Regions from separate parts of the Mus musculus genome. Here regions 2, 3 and 4 are each linked to region 1. The links are chromatin contacts, called in public Hi-C and HiChIP or PLAC-seq maps. All regions are on one chromosome and are shown on one strand. The core of a region is the stretch at or near the end of the contact, and the rest is flanking DNA. Distances in the headings are between cores, read along the strand shown.

Region 1 (3,315 bases), core at 435-2,934:
GTATTGGGCATTGAAACACATTTGACCCTTCATGAAGGAAAAATAACCTCAACCAACTTAGGACACCAACACCCCTCCCACCCTGTGTTGAAGGATTCCTCATCTCCACTGTGCTTGGCATCTGGAAGAAGCTTAAAGTGACCATAACTGAGAGTTGGCAGCCCTTTTAATCTGAACTCTCCATTTAATCACAATAGATATTTGTGGGATTTTACCCAACTTCATAGAATGAGAGAAAAAGTATGTATCTAAATCTAAAGTAAACTTTAAATTGACTTTTCCAAATGCAGATTTAAAGTGGCTTTTGTGAATGCACTTTTTTTTTTCCTTTTTAACCTGAAATGGGCATATCAACTTTACATTTATTCAAAGAATAAGTAGCCAGAATCATTAAATTTTCTAATAAGTTATCATTGAAAAGGAAAACTTGGCTAAGCTCTCCAAGATGTTGCCTGCTTTATAAGCCACAATAAACTGGGCATCCGTTTGCCTTCTAAGAGGACTGACGCTAATCTTTGCACCAGCTACGAGGTCAATTTCCCAAAGGAATTTTCCCCCTTAGATAGGAAAATGTTGATTCTAGAAATATAGATGGTAAATATTTATATTCTGAGTTTTAAGATATGGAAGATATTAAAGTAGCTAAAAGAAGTTCTTTTGATTTGAATTTGGTTACTTCTTTCTTATTCCTTTCACACACACACACACACACACACACACACACACACACACACACTCTCTCTCTCTTGCCTGCTCCTCTTTTCTTCTGGTAACCTGCTTTGGAAGGCGACTTGCTCTGGGCTGAAGCAATCCAGTGTCTCCAAGGAGATTCCAGCTCCTTCGCCCTCCAAATCTTAAACTGAGTCACACTATGCAGGTTGGCTCTCTCACAAAACCTCTCAGCTTTGGAACGCAGGAAAAACTTGATTAGTTTCAGAGGTGAAATTTGCCAACCTAGTTACTTTTGCTAAAGGAAAGCTGAATTCTTCGGGCTCGCCTTAAGTCGGTCCTTTTGAGGTGAAACCGAAGGAGAGAGGGTTTTGGAGAGAGGGTTTTTCCGTGGCGACAAAGCACACTCTGAAGCCACCTCTTCAAGTGGCTCCTGTCCCTGCTGCAGCGCAAGATGGAGCTACCGGCTCCAGAGACCTCCCGGTCTGTGCACCGAGCACAGGCGCCTAAAGCGAGTCACCTGCTGGTAAGGAACGCTGGGTGGGAACACACGTGGGTACTGCGAAGGTCTTGGGGACCACGCAGAATTTATGAAAAGGATAACGGTCATATGGGCCCAAGGTTCGGACCCAGAGGGGTCAGGGAGCCGACCAGGAGTCCAGGGTTTGCAAGGTGGATAAAGTCACCCAAGCCACACGCCCCACCCTCTAGACTGCGCTGGTCTCTCCCTTTAGACTAAAATCCGAGGAGCCGAGGTACTGGGTGAGCGGAGCCGGCTCCTTCGGGACCCAAAAGCGCAGAAATCGGGTGCTTAACTGGCTTGCTGGAAGTCGGCGCTCAGGGACTCGCTGGGAGGCGGGACTCGGGGCAGTACCAGAGCCAACAAGGCAGCAGTGGGCGCTCGAGATCCTCTTCTGCCCTCCGCGCTCTCCCCGAGCTCCGGCCTCCACTGTCCCCTCCTCCGGCTCCTGCTCCTCCTCCTGCTCCTCCCATCCGTAGAACCGGCACCAAAACGCCTGCCTGCAAGGTCCTCAGTGCGCTGCAGCCCGGAGCTGCGGTCACCGCCGGGTCTCTCTCGGTGAGTGCCTGTGTCCCTTCACCGCTCGCCCGTCCCGGGGTGAGTGTGAATTTGCTCCAAAGGGCGCAGGTACTTGGCGGCGGTGCTGCCCATGGCCCGGCCGGAGAGAGGATTGAGGGCGCCGGACCGGCTGGACGGGTACGCGACTCAGGTGAGCGCGGAGCGTGAGGGGTGAGGGCTGCCTAGGCACCTTCTTCTGGTATTCCGACTAACTCAAGTGCAAAGCCCAAGGTGAGATAAGGCTAAAGCAGGTAGAACACACTCCACTGGAGGCAAGACTCGGGGTTATCTGATTCTCCTGTCTCCTGCTCCGAAACCTCACCTCTAGAATTCGCGAGATGGACTATAAGGTACCAGACTTTCTGACTCTTAAAAGACTGGATTTATGTCCCTAGATGACTCGAGAGGGTCGTCGCTGCCCGTTGCTCGGCGCCACAGCTTCTCTCTAGGACCTTGGGCAACTGCAGCTAGAGTGGAGCGCTGGCTGAGCCCGGGTACCACCTAGGGCGGAGAATTGGGCCAGGGGACAGCTAACAGGAGTCCCTCTGGAATGGGGCATCTCGGGTGTGGAAGCCTTGGTCTAGTTTGCCTTTGCATTTGGTAGCAATAATGGGGAGACTGAGCATCTCCCGGGGTACTCGAAGAAGAAGGTGACAGGCAGGACCTTAGGTATTAAGACAGCCAGTTACATACGGCTGTTATTTTTTTTTTTTTTTTTCGTGTTACTTTTTTACTTTTTTCCCACCTCGGCTTCTATTTCGAGTACCACCGATAGAGGAGGCGGATGGGGGAGGGTAGTGGATAATGGATGTCCGTACACGAACCTGGGAAGCTTGTATTTAGAAAGTGCACAGCTCGCTCGGAGCCTGACCTCTTCAGGTGTGCCATACACACCCGCTTTTTTAGAGCAGTGGACTCCGCTGCTTTCCTCTGGACCCTGCCATTCCTGGAACTGGAAAGCCAGCTCTCCGAACCTGGGGCTCAAACCAGTAGTAGGATGGAGAAGCCAGTGCTGGAGCCAGATGCCTACCAGGGATTGGTGGGCTGTGCCAGACTTAGCAATTATTTGTGGGTGCCTCCGACTCTTTATGGCACAATCTAAGCTAAAGGAGGCACTTTATTTTCCTTGCACACACGGGGTTCTCCTCTGGATCAGGAGTAGCACCCTTCCTCGCCAACCCCCACAACACAACGCAGAAGCTGTGGTATTCTTGCTTTGCCTTGCGCGAGAGACTTACTCCTCCTCTTCCCTCCGCGTTATCCCGGGGCTATTTTTATACTTAACTATGCTAAGATGCTTTTGGGGGGATCCCAAGGAGCCAACTCTGCATCCACAGTCTTGAAGCTGCTTTCCCAGAGGAGGTCTCTTGTTAGCCAGGAGCTGGGGTGAGTAGAGGAGACCGTGAATAAGGGAGAGGAGAGAGTTCGCCCTTGCTTCAGTCTGAGCTCAGCATTCTCAGGAAAGTACCACCAGCACCCAGGCTGCCCCACCTCCCAGCCATTTCCCCAATCCGGGTGGGAGCAGATCTCCAGCGCAGTCCCCAGGTGCCCCAGCCCTGGGTATTTGA
Region 2 (3,182 bases), core at 208-2,707, 310 kb after region 1:
AAGGAGAATCAAACAAGTTAAATCCAATGTTTTCACTAGCATATGCCAATTTTATTTTTATGGGCTTCATTATGACATTTTCAGGCATGCACATAATGCATTTTGATTGTATGTTTGATTATATATCCTCTATTGGCCTCTCTTATCTAAAGGGGATTTTTGTTTAATTTGAGCAAGTATATAAAACTAATAGTAATAAATACAGACATTTTTATATAATTATAAGGTCAAATGTATACTCATTCTGCAACTTATTCAACCATCAGTTACTGCTCAGTTATCTCTCTGTACCAGCTATTACTCTAGGCACTATGGCAGGTGAGGTAAAGAGTGGAAACCACAGAGGCTCTGAAGGCTGACTCCAGTACAGGAGCTGGAGCGCGAGAATCCAGGTGGAATACAGAAGAACACCAAGGCAAAGCAGTCAGAGAAGTGTCTCCAAAGTGAAAGATCTAAATGAAAGACAAAAAGAGGTGGGAATGAAGTCAGAGGTGTCACCTCCTGGGAGGTTCTATGTCACCTATATGCAGGGGCAAGACCATGACACACAGCCCTTCCAAAAAACCCACTTGCGAAAATCCCATGAGAGTCTGGATTGAGCCTAGAAAGCTGTCTGGGAAGCTAACCTTGCTTTCCCAAGTGCCTTATACAAACACTGTGAGATTCTCCTGTTCACATTTGACCTAGGATCTCTCTATCAATTGCCATCAAGGGCCTTTTCTTTTTGCTTATGACAGTCTGTAGAGTCCTCTGACTTTAAAGCAGGACACTTCCTGGTCGCAGACTGATTCATTCTGATCCTGTTGCCTTTATACACCACACCATAGTGATGTCACCTTGGTGACAATTGTCACTGGATAGTTCCACATTCCACAGCCCACAAACTGCCTTCACATTGGGGCTTTATACTCTCTTTTTGGCCTTTCTTCAAGTGTTGACAGTGCTCACTAACTGGTAAGTTAATAGTATTGGCCTAAAAGGTCATATTTCAGTCTTTTATTGACTGTGAATCCTCAATTGTCACCTTCCCTTTTACACTGAAGAAAAACACACTCCCTCCTTTAGTTTTTCTTTCCATGCCCCAAGATCATCTTGCCTCTTTTGTTAGAATCCTCAGGGCTTCAGTATTTTCCTCTCAAAGCAGTAGAGAAATGACCTGCTAGAGAATAAAGTTACTGTTAATGGTTTAAAAAAAAAAAAAAAAGAATCCTCAGGGCAAGAGTTTACAGGACAAATGTTAAGTTTTAGCCACTGTTCTACATTAGATAGAACATCCAACAGTAATGACAACAAAACAAATGAATCCCAAACCCAACAATGCATTTTCTATGTGTATTTCACTCCAAAGCATGAGGGAAGATTCTCAAATGGAGAAGTAATCTTGCTAAAAGTATCTTCCTAGTTCATAATGACTTGTTAATGACGGTAGCCCTGCTTTGCCTCTTCCAAGAAACTGCAGAAAGCTAGAATGGGATTGGGGGAAGGCCCAGCTTATTCACTTCAATAGAGCTTCAAGACCCTAAGACAGAGCTTGGGAGAAATAATGATTTAGAGGCAGCGACCTTTCTCTCTGCTGAGTGAAACTGAAATCTGAAAGATGAATATTGGTCTCTGAGCTGTGCATCTTTTAGTGACACTTCCTTTAAAGAGTGAAGAAATCATTCAACAGTGTAAACTGAACTTGGGTTTTCCAAGCATTGCATAAGTCAATGTACATCAAATAGCATGCTATTATAGAACAAAGGAGTCTGTCTTATTTTTGGAGGAGGTGGGGGAGAGCCAGATGATTTGTGTGAGCAGTGCTTCACCTGTCTCTATCCTGCTTATTCATCCAACAGATGGGATATTTATATTCCACAAGAAAAATGGGATAAGATAGTCCCAATGCAGGAAATAAATACAACTTGGGGTAGCAATGGACAGCTGAGTGAGTTATTTCCATTAAGACTGGGAATGAGCCCTTTTCTGCAAAGAGGGTGCTGAAACTGAAGAAGGAGGGTCCTGCCCTCTCAAAGCCAAAGCAAAGGCCTTGAAAATCTAGAAGGCAGTGCTGAAAGTGCCTGTACCCCAAAAAGATCTGCATGTCACCCACCTTCTGGCCACCAGCCTAAGACCCTGGTGCTCCAGTGGCAACCGAAATTCCCTCCCAAAAGCTCACCCAGAAGAAACGAGCTTGAACACGACGCCATCAGCAAATTACCCTGACCACTGTGTCTGCGATGGAGAAGACAGAAGACACTTGCATTCACGGTGGATGCCAAGGTCAACAAGCATCAGTTCAAACAGCCTGTGAGCAAACTCTACTACACTGATGTGGCCAAAGTCAATACTCGACAAAGCCTGGTGGAGAGAAAAATGAAAGCAGGTGCTCCACTGACTCCATATGAGGATGGACTAGATGTTGTCTACAAAATTGGGATCATCCAAACTGAGTCTAGCTGCCTCATTCTAAACACACACTTTTTCTTTCTCAATAAAAAAAAAATAGGAACAAAACTCAGAACAGAGCAAACACTCAGATCATGCAGTATGGCGTGCCTTTTCTCTCATTCTACCAGGCACCATCTTTTCATGTCAGTTTTACTTATTGCCTTAATTATTTTAGTTTGTTGCTAGGATGGGGTTGGGACGGAGCCAGCCTATTGCTACCACCAGTTGTATTTACTTCCTGCATTGGGACTATCATATCCCATTTTCCCTTCTGGACTATGAATATATTCCCATCTCTTAGATGAGGAAACGGAATAGTGATAGGTGAAGCAAGGCTCACACAAATCATCTTTGCAGCCTTAGTAAGGTTTGAACTCACGGTGCTGATGGTGTGGTAGCCAGAATGCTGAGGCTACCAGACTGCATCACTAAACCCAGAGTCATTTGGTTTCTTTAAATACCTCCCAAAGACATTGTCCACTATTGTTTAGAGGAGGTGAATCAACTCAGTGATTTAAGAATTGTGTAACAAGTTTTCCCAAATGGTGGGGAAAGGAATGTAGGTGATCACGGCTGCTATAAACTGTCATCCTAGCTATCAGAATAGGATTGTTTTTAAAGAATAACCACTGGAATTTTGTGAAATTTATGCCTCAGAGAGGAGAAGGCATTTAAATGAGAGTCTCAAGCTGTGCCCAATAGAATGCATCCATGCATGCTGTTGAAAAAAATTAGTCTGTGTTGTCTATCCT
Region 3 (3,291 bases), core at 68-2,567, 390 kb after region 1:
CCACACATCTTCTTGAGGGACTTGATGTTCTCATTTGGAACACTGGGTGTTCTGCAGAGGAAGGGAGGCTTTGGGTACACTGGGAATGTGCCATGTAGAATATACCATGCAAGTGAGCCAGATTATTTTATTATTATTGTTGTTGTTGTTGTTGTTATTAATTATTATTATTAATTATTAGATATTTTCATTATTTACATCTCAAATGTTATTCCCTTTCCTAGTTTCCCCTCCAAAAACCCACTATCCCTTCCACCCTCCCCCTGTTCACCAACCCACCTACTCCCATTTCCCTGTCCTGGCATTCAACACTGGGGCATCAAGCTTTCACAGAACCAACTCCTCTCATTGATGTCCCAAAAGGCCATCCTCTGCTACATATGTAGCTAGAGTCATGAGTCCCACTGTGTTTTCTTTGTTTGGTAGTTTAGTCCCAGGAAACTCTGGAGATACTGGTTAGTTCATAATGTTGTTCCTTCTATGGGGCTGCAAATCCCTTCAACTCCCTGGGTCCTTTCTCTAGTTCCTTCATTGGGGAACCTGTGCTCCATCCAATGGATGGCTGTGAGCATCCACTTCTGTATTTGCCAGGCACTGGCAGAGCCTCTCAGGAGACAGCTATATCAGGTCCTGTTGCATCCATAATAGTGTCTGGTTTTGGTGGTTATTTATGGGATGGATCCCCAGGTTTGGCAGTCTCTGGATGGTCATTCCTTCAGTCTCTCCTTCACATTTTGTCTCAGTAACTCCTTACATGGGCATTTTGTTCCCCCTTCCAAGAAAAAGTACAGATGCCCTGCAACAGAGGAATGCATACAGAAAATATGGTAACTTTACACAGTGGACTACTATGCAGCTATTAAAAACAATGAATTTATGAAATCCTTAGAAAATGGATGGATCTGGAGAATATCATCCCGAATGAGGTAACCCAATCTCAAAAGAACGCACATGATATGCACTCACTGATAAGTGGATAGTAGCCTAGAAGCTCAGAATACCCAAGATGCAATTCGCAAAACACATGAAACAAAAGAAGAAGGAAGACCAAAGTGTGAGCCAGATTCTTAACTCACAGTTGGAATTGGTTAAATATCTGAATATTTACCACCAAGGCTGCTTGGCTCTCCCATGTGGCACAAAGTAGATCACAGAAAACTGTGACTACCTAGAACAGGGTGAGGGAAGCAGAAAGAAATGAGTGCTGGAGACAGAAACCAAGACTTAACCACAAACACTTACAACTAAACTACTGTCTTCAGATTACAGGGAACCTGCACCTGAGCTCCTGGAACTTGGAACAGGAAGTGAACTTCTGTTTGCCGTTATGCAAGAGCTTCATGCTACCAGGGCGAACAGAGGTCTAATGCTTTCCTTTCTGTTCAAAACCAGAAGCTAGCTAGCAACAAGACAGTTCCCACAATGCTGCTATTGGTCATGTACTGACTACCTCTAAAGAATGAATGATTCAGTGGCTTAAACCAATGTGAAGAACAATGTATACAGAAGGAAGAACAAATGTAATGCACATTAAATACATGCAAACTGTACTCTGCAGCCACTGTCAACCGGTTGTGCTGTATGTTTCCTAGAAGTTTAGAAAGTAATTATTTTTCAATGTCTACAAAGGTTTGGGGCACCATTCCTTTGTCCTCTCTGATTCAGTCATTCTTCTTTGGGGACTTTGCATTGGGAAACTTTGACACACGCTCCTATTCCTCGGCTCCCTCCCACTTTCTTCTCTTCTTGAGCCTTTCTGATTCAAGGCACACATGTGCATCTGATGTTCTAATGCTAACTTCAAGTTATTCAGGACAGAAAGTTCTATTGAATTTACTGTCCACTGAGGAAGCTTCTCAACTCTTTGTGTTCTATAGGCTCCATTTATTTGCATAATCTAGGATTCCCACTGCTTTCTCAGCATGGCTCTTCTATGTGCCTCAGCCATGGGGACCTTGTATACTCTGCCTATTTGGCACAGTCTTTCTTATACATGACACACGCACTTCATTTCAGTTCCAGGGGAGAGCCTTGAGCATCCTGATGTATGTTCTTGGCAACCCTGGTTATCCATGATCCCTTGCTCTAAGCAATTGTGGGTCCAAGTAACGGTACAAAGTATTCTTAAAACTAGCACTAAATTTCAGTGCTAAATTTCCGTGTATTTCTTAAAATACAGCAGTACAGTTTCAAAATATCTAGGTTTTTTCATTTTAGTATTATTATTATTATTATTATTATTGATGATGGAATGACTAGGTTAGAATGGTTTCAAATATTTTCCACATGACAATCTTGCCACATCTTCTGAATGGCCTGGCCTCTAATACAACATAATTGTGAATATGGAGGTTCCAGTCTGTCTGCAGGGGAGTGTCTCCAGAGAGAGTACAGGAGGACAGCCACTCAATCTCGCTTGTGTAGAACACTAGGAAAAGTTTTGTAGAAGTAAATAATTTTGTGATGCTGTTATGAATTCTACGAAATAAAGCTCTCTTTCCAAAATATCACTAAAGTGCAATCTAAGTACACTCTTGGCACATCTCCAATCAAGATAATTGCCACACCATCTCTGCAGAGAGAGAGACAGAATTATATGGGAGACAATAAATTGCTCAGCTCTCTTTGAGAATTCAGTTGAGTCTATCAAAAAGAAAAGAAAACCCAGAGTTCTTTCAATATATTGGAAAATGAAATATAGACTTATTTCATGTATTCAGGAAGAAACCTCAATTGCTAAACAGAATATTGTTATTCTAGAAGTATTTAAATGATCACATAGATCAGAGAGACTTCAAATGACAGGTTATGGAAGACAGTCCTGGGATATAATGATTTTAGGAAATAATAAGAGTACTTATTTCATCTCATTGTAACCAGAGAAACATTTCCCATTCAGAAGATGTGACAAGATTGTCATGTAAAAAATATTTGAAACCATTCCTACTAAGTCATTCCAACACCAAAAGAACCTAGACATTTTGAAACTGTATTTCAGTATTTTAAGAACACCTTGTACAATTAATTGGATCCAAAATTGCGTAAAATAAGAGATCATGGATAACCAGGGTCTCTGAGGACATATATCAGAACACTCAAGGCTGTTCCCCAAAACAGAATGCAGGTTTTACATGTGTGTGTGTGTGTGTGTGTGTGTGTGTGTGTGTGTGTGTGTGTGTGTGAGTGAAATTGTATACATTCCTTTCCTCTCATAGGCAAAAGGCCCAGTGACTTCATTGACATTCAAAAAAGGAGACTCGGGAACGTAAAATGTTAAAAACTTCTTATGGG
Region 4 (3,078 bases), core at 466-2,965, 500 kb after region 1:
TTGTGCTAGACATTATGCGCTGCACTTACCATAAATTGGCTCATTTACTTCTATTTAATCTGTCACCAAAATGCATCAGAAGAGTGCCATTATTGGACCTGGGTCCCCTTTAACAGATGAGGAAAATGAGACTTGGAGAAGTTGAGATGTGTGCAAAGTGAAATAGCAGTTAGTGAGTGACCCAGGAGTTGATCCTGAACACTTGGACTAATTAAAGCCCACACTACGTGAGCTGAAACATGGCTGAGCTGAGCTGCTGGAGCCTCTGCCATGCGCAGGACCCAATTCCCACACTCACTCGCGGCACCTGTGGTCACACGACCTCTAAAATAAAGCTTAGCGCAAGAGCAACTGTACAGCCATGATAAATTTTCATATGCAAAACAGTGTGTTCAGAAATGAAAATTTATTTGGGATTAGTTTTACACAGGGTCAGAGTTCTTAAGGAAGTGCATAAAACTGCACTGCATACCAAATCTTTAAGAAGATAATTCATGCTAGCCTTAGAGAGGTTATTGAGAAAAATCACAGTGAATACACCCCACGACAAAGGTAATGCATAAATCATCATGGTCTTAAAGGCAGAGAGATATTATTCTAGAAAACTAGCCCATGCCCTTGACGGTGAGCTTCACACCAAGGCCGCTCTGGAAGTTGACAGACAAAATCTGAATATTAAAGAAAAGCAGGAGTTATTCTGGAAGGCCCATGGTTTATGGATGTGACTTTTTGTCTATCCCGAGTCCACAGTAACGGAGAGCATAAAATGGAACCCTTAGCCCTATTCTTCCACTATTACAATGACACAGGGGAGAACCTGTAGAGAGAATCAGTGGAGTGTGATATATTGTCTGACCTCAACCCCCACCCCACCCTTCTTGTAAACCATTCCCTTGTAGAACACTAGTGTGTGGGGTTTGCTTTCTCCGAGGATCTGTGCTGTAATATTTGAAGCATGGGGCAAAAGAGAGAAGGAAAACTGAACACATGCTACCGAGAGAGACGCCTAGAGGTGAGTCATGGCCAGGCATGTCCTACCAGGTGGAACCTTGTAAACAGGCTTTCATTGCACATGAGGTAAAGCACAACCCTCCTGAGAGACATTGTGAGCATCATAAAATCTAATCTCCTGCGACAAGGCTCAGGAGACCTGTGCTGCCTGTTCACGCAGCACTAAGGTACAGAGGCAACCTAGGTATGAGGCTATACCAGCTCTGCCTGACGTGGCATCTTTTCTCTCAGGCTGAATCAGCCGTTGGACATCGGTATAGAGAACAGAATCACCGTGAACCACTGATCTTTCAGAGAGGTGGACGAGGAGAGGCCGCAACAAGAACACAGAGAAGTGGTGGGCTACTTCTGCAGGCTTATAAGCTTTCGAGAGATGCTTTGCTCAGCCTGGGGGACTGGTCCTTTTGCTTGCTTTAGTTGGTATATTTTAAGCACAGTGGTAATTATCTCTCAGGGTTATTGTAAAGAAAATGAAAACATGAGATGCCTTTAACAAAGTTGATCTGTAAACTGAAAAGAACCGTGCAATTATTGGCTGTGTTGTGCATCCTTTAGATGTATGTAAAGACAAAAGCTGCCCACAAAATATGTAATTCCACGGAAAACAACATTTCCGTCTTGCAAGGACAAGCCAGCACCATGGAGGGTTCCAACAAGGGAAGAAGGGGTGTGGAAGTTGGTTTGGAAAGCTGACATTAGCCAGGCTCTGGCCTCAGGAGGATACAGTAAGCTGACATGTGAAGTATTTGGACGTGTGCCTGGTTGTAATGATGTCAGCAGAGGTTAGTTACAGTCGGCAAGCTCTTTAGCTTTCCTGGACATTTATTCCTTGGGTATGAAATATGGGCCAATGTGTCTTCTCCTTTGCAGGATACTGAGGGAGCACTAATTGATCATTGATGTTCCATATAAGAAGGGTCACAGAGTGTTAGAAATTTACTATCAGTGCTCTTTTTTTTTTCATTGAGATCTATGTTTTTATACAAGAATTGAAAGAAAAATGCATTTATATATACATATATATATCCATAAACACACACACACATATATATACTATATTATTTTAGCAACATGAAATTGGTGCCAAATTAGATGCTTAGCTTTGTGCTTATTTTAATTTTTAAACTACCTTTCTTTATAATGTATATGAAGTAGGCATACACAGAAGTAAAAGGGCAACTTGTAGTTACTCACCACATAGATCCCAGAAACTGAACTCAGGCCTCAGGCTGTCAGCAAGCACCTAGACCCCCTAAAGCCATCTCCCAGGCCCAGTGCTCCTTTTACAATGATGTGATCTATTTTAATAAATAAAATAAAAAGACTGTTTCCCAAAAGCCTGTGGGATGCTTCATGTGATCAGACAGAACCTCTAAGTACTCAGTCCTACGGGTCAGAAATTCAGGGGCTGGTACTAGCAATAGGGAAAGCAATCATGTTACACTCAGGAGAATTGCTAAGACTTAGCACATACACACAGCCTATGAAGCTACCCATGCAGCAGCCTGCACACTGCACAGTGCACGGGCCCTACTTCTACTTCTCCCAGTACTTTGCAACCATTGCTTTGAACCACAGCTAAAGGACTGAAACTCGGCCTTCATTCAGCACCTTGTGTGCAGTGCTCCAGGAGGCAACCCTTGACTGTGAGGATGACACAGGACCTGTCAGAGGACCTTGGCTGACATCTCTGCAAAGACTCTTATTTGGGGGTGTGCTTTTAAAAACTCCACTAACCATTATGAGCTTTCATTTAAGTTATTGTGATGACGATTGGAGCTTTCTCTGAGGTCTGAGTTAAAATATACCAAAACCAAGGTGCACCTACTAGGTACACCTGCACATAGTAGGAGCTTTGCCAACTTTCCCTCTGTCCTTGGCTTCCTCTGTGTCTTAGCTTTCATGATTCCACTAAAAAATACATTAAAACTGTTATAGTCCTACTAAAACCACTTAGATTTGCATAAATTTTAATACTTAAATTCTCCTGATATTTTAAATAGAACACTGAGAGAGCTGTAGCTTTGCTCTGAATAATCCTAAGGCTGCAGCTGAAACATGATTCAG

Evidence for each region. Hi-C and Micro-C count contacts between places; a contact is called where the count stands out from the background. HiChIP or PLAC-seq counts read pairs in DNA pulled down with a chosen protein or histone mark.
Region 2: a contact with region 1 is called in a Hi-C map of conventional type 1 dendritic cells, with 2.2 times the contacts expected there. The contact joins the enhancer-like site here to the promoter of Hs3st1 in region 1. A contact is called at or near these places in 1 of 15 datasets of contacts at CTCF or cohesin (pro-B cells), 11 of 484 Hi-C or Micro-C datasets (B cells, CD4 T cells, the Patski cell line and 6 more), 10 of 115 datasets of contacts at active chromatin or transcription factors (the 230-238 cell line, a colorectal cancer cell line, embryonic forebrain and 6 more) and 2 of 9 other capture datasets (adipose tissue and liver).
Region 3: an H3K4me3 HiChIP or PLAC-seq map of the 230-238 cell line shows a contact between it and region 1, with 5 times the contacts expected there. The contact joins the enhancer-like site here to the promoter of Hs3st1 in region 1. A contact is called at or near these places in 1 of 39 promoter capture datasets (cancer-associated fibroblasts), 1 of 15 datasets of contacts at CTCF or cohesin (pro-B cells), 1 of 484 Hi-C or Micro-C datasets (bone marrow-derived macrophages), 7 of 115 datasets of contacts at active chromatin or transcription factors (the 230-238 cell line, embryonic forebrain, embryonic stem cells and 3 more) and 2 of 9 other capture datasets (adipose tissue and macrophages).
Region 4: a Hi-C map of olfactory sensory neurons shows a contact between it and region 1, with 4 times the contacts expected there. The contact joins the enhancer-like site here to the promoter of Hs3st1 in region 1. A contact is called at or near these places in 1 of 15 datasets of contacts at CTCF or cohesin (pro-B cells), 16 of 484 Hi-C or Micro-C datasets (B cells, CD4 T cells, adipose-derived mesenchymal stem cells and 8 more) and 8 of 115 datasets of contacts at active chromatin or transcription factors (SST interneurons, astrocytes, differentiating embryonic stem cells and 5 more).

Annotation. Positions count from the first base shown.
Region 1 is chr5:39,643,000-39,646,314 of GRCm38.p6, reverse strand. It overlaps Hs3st1 (heparan sulfate (glucosamine) 3-O-sulfotransferase 1), which reads left to right and starts at 1,684. Exons shown (of 2, transcript NM_010474.2): 1 at 1,684-1,898.
Region 2 is chr5:39,336,601-39,339,782 of GRCm38.p6, reverse strand. No RefSeq gene overlaps it. Among named protein-coding and RNA genes, the nearest start is that of Gm40292, 31 kb to the right of the region's middle. Within about 2 kb of position 1,457, at least 9 of the 459 cell types and tissues checked have an H3K27ac peak or open chromatin away from gene starts, as enhancers often do. A contact at or near this core is called in conventional type 1 dendritic cells, where this site is marked.
Region 3 is chr5:39,255,952-39,259,242 of GRCm38.p6, reverse strand. All of the region lies in intron 1 of Gm40293 (a long non-coding RNA gene), which reads left to right. Among named protein-coding and RNA genes, the nearest start is that of Gm40293, 49 kb to the left of the region's middle. Within about 2 kb of position 1,317, at least 17 of the 459 cell types and tissues checked have an H3K27ac peak or open chromatin away from gene starts, as enhancers often do. A contact at or near this core is called in the 230-238 cell line and pro-B cells, where this site is marked.
Region 4 is chr5:39,142,503-39,145,580 of GRCm38.p6, reverse strand. No RefSeq gene overlaps it. Among named protein-coding and RNA genes, the nearest start is that of Gm46937, 62 kb to the right of the region's middle. Within about 2 kb of position 1,715, at least 18 of the 459 cell types and tissues checked have an H3K27ac peak or open chromatin away from gene starts, as enhancers often do. A contact at or near this core is called in SST interneurons and olfactory sensory neurons, where this site is marked.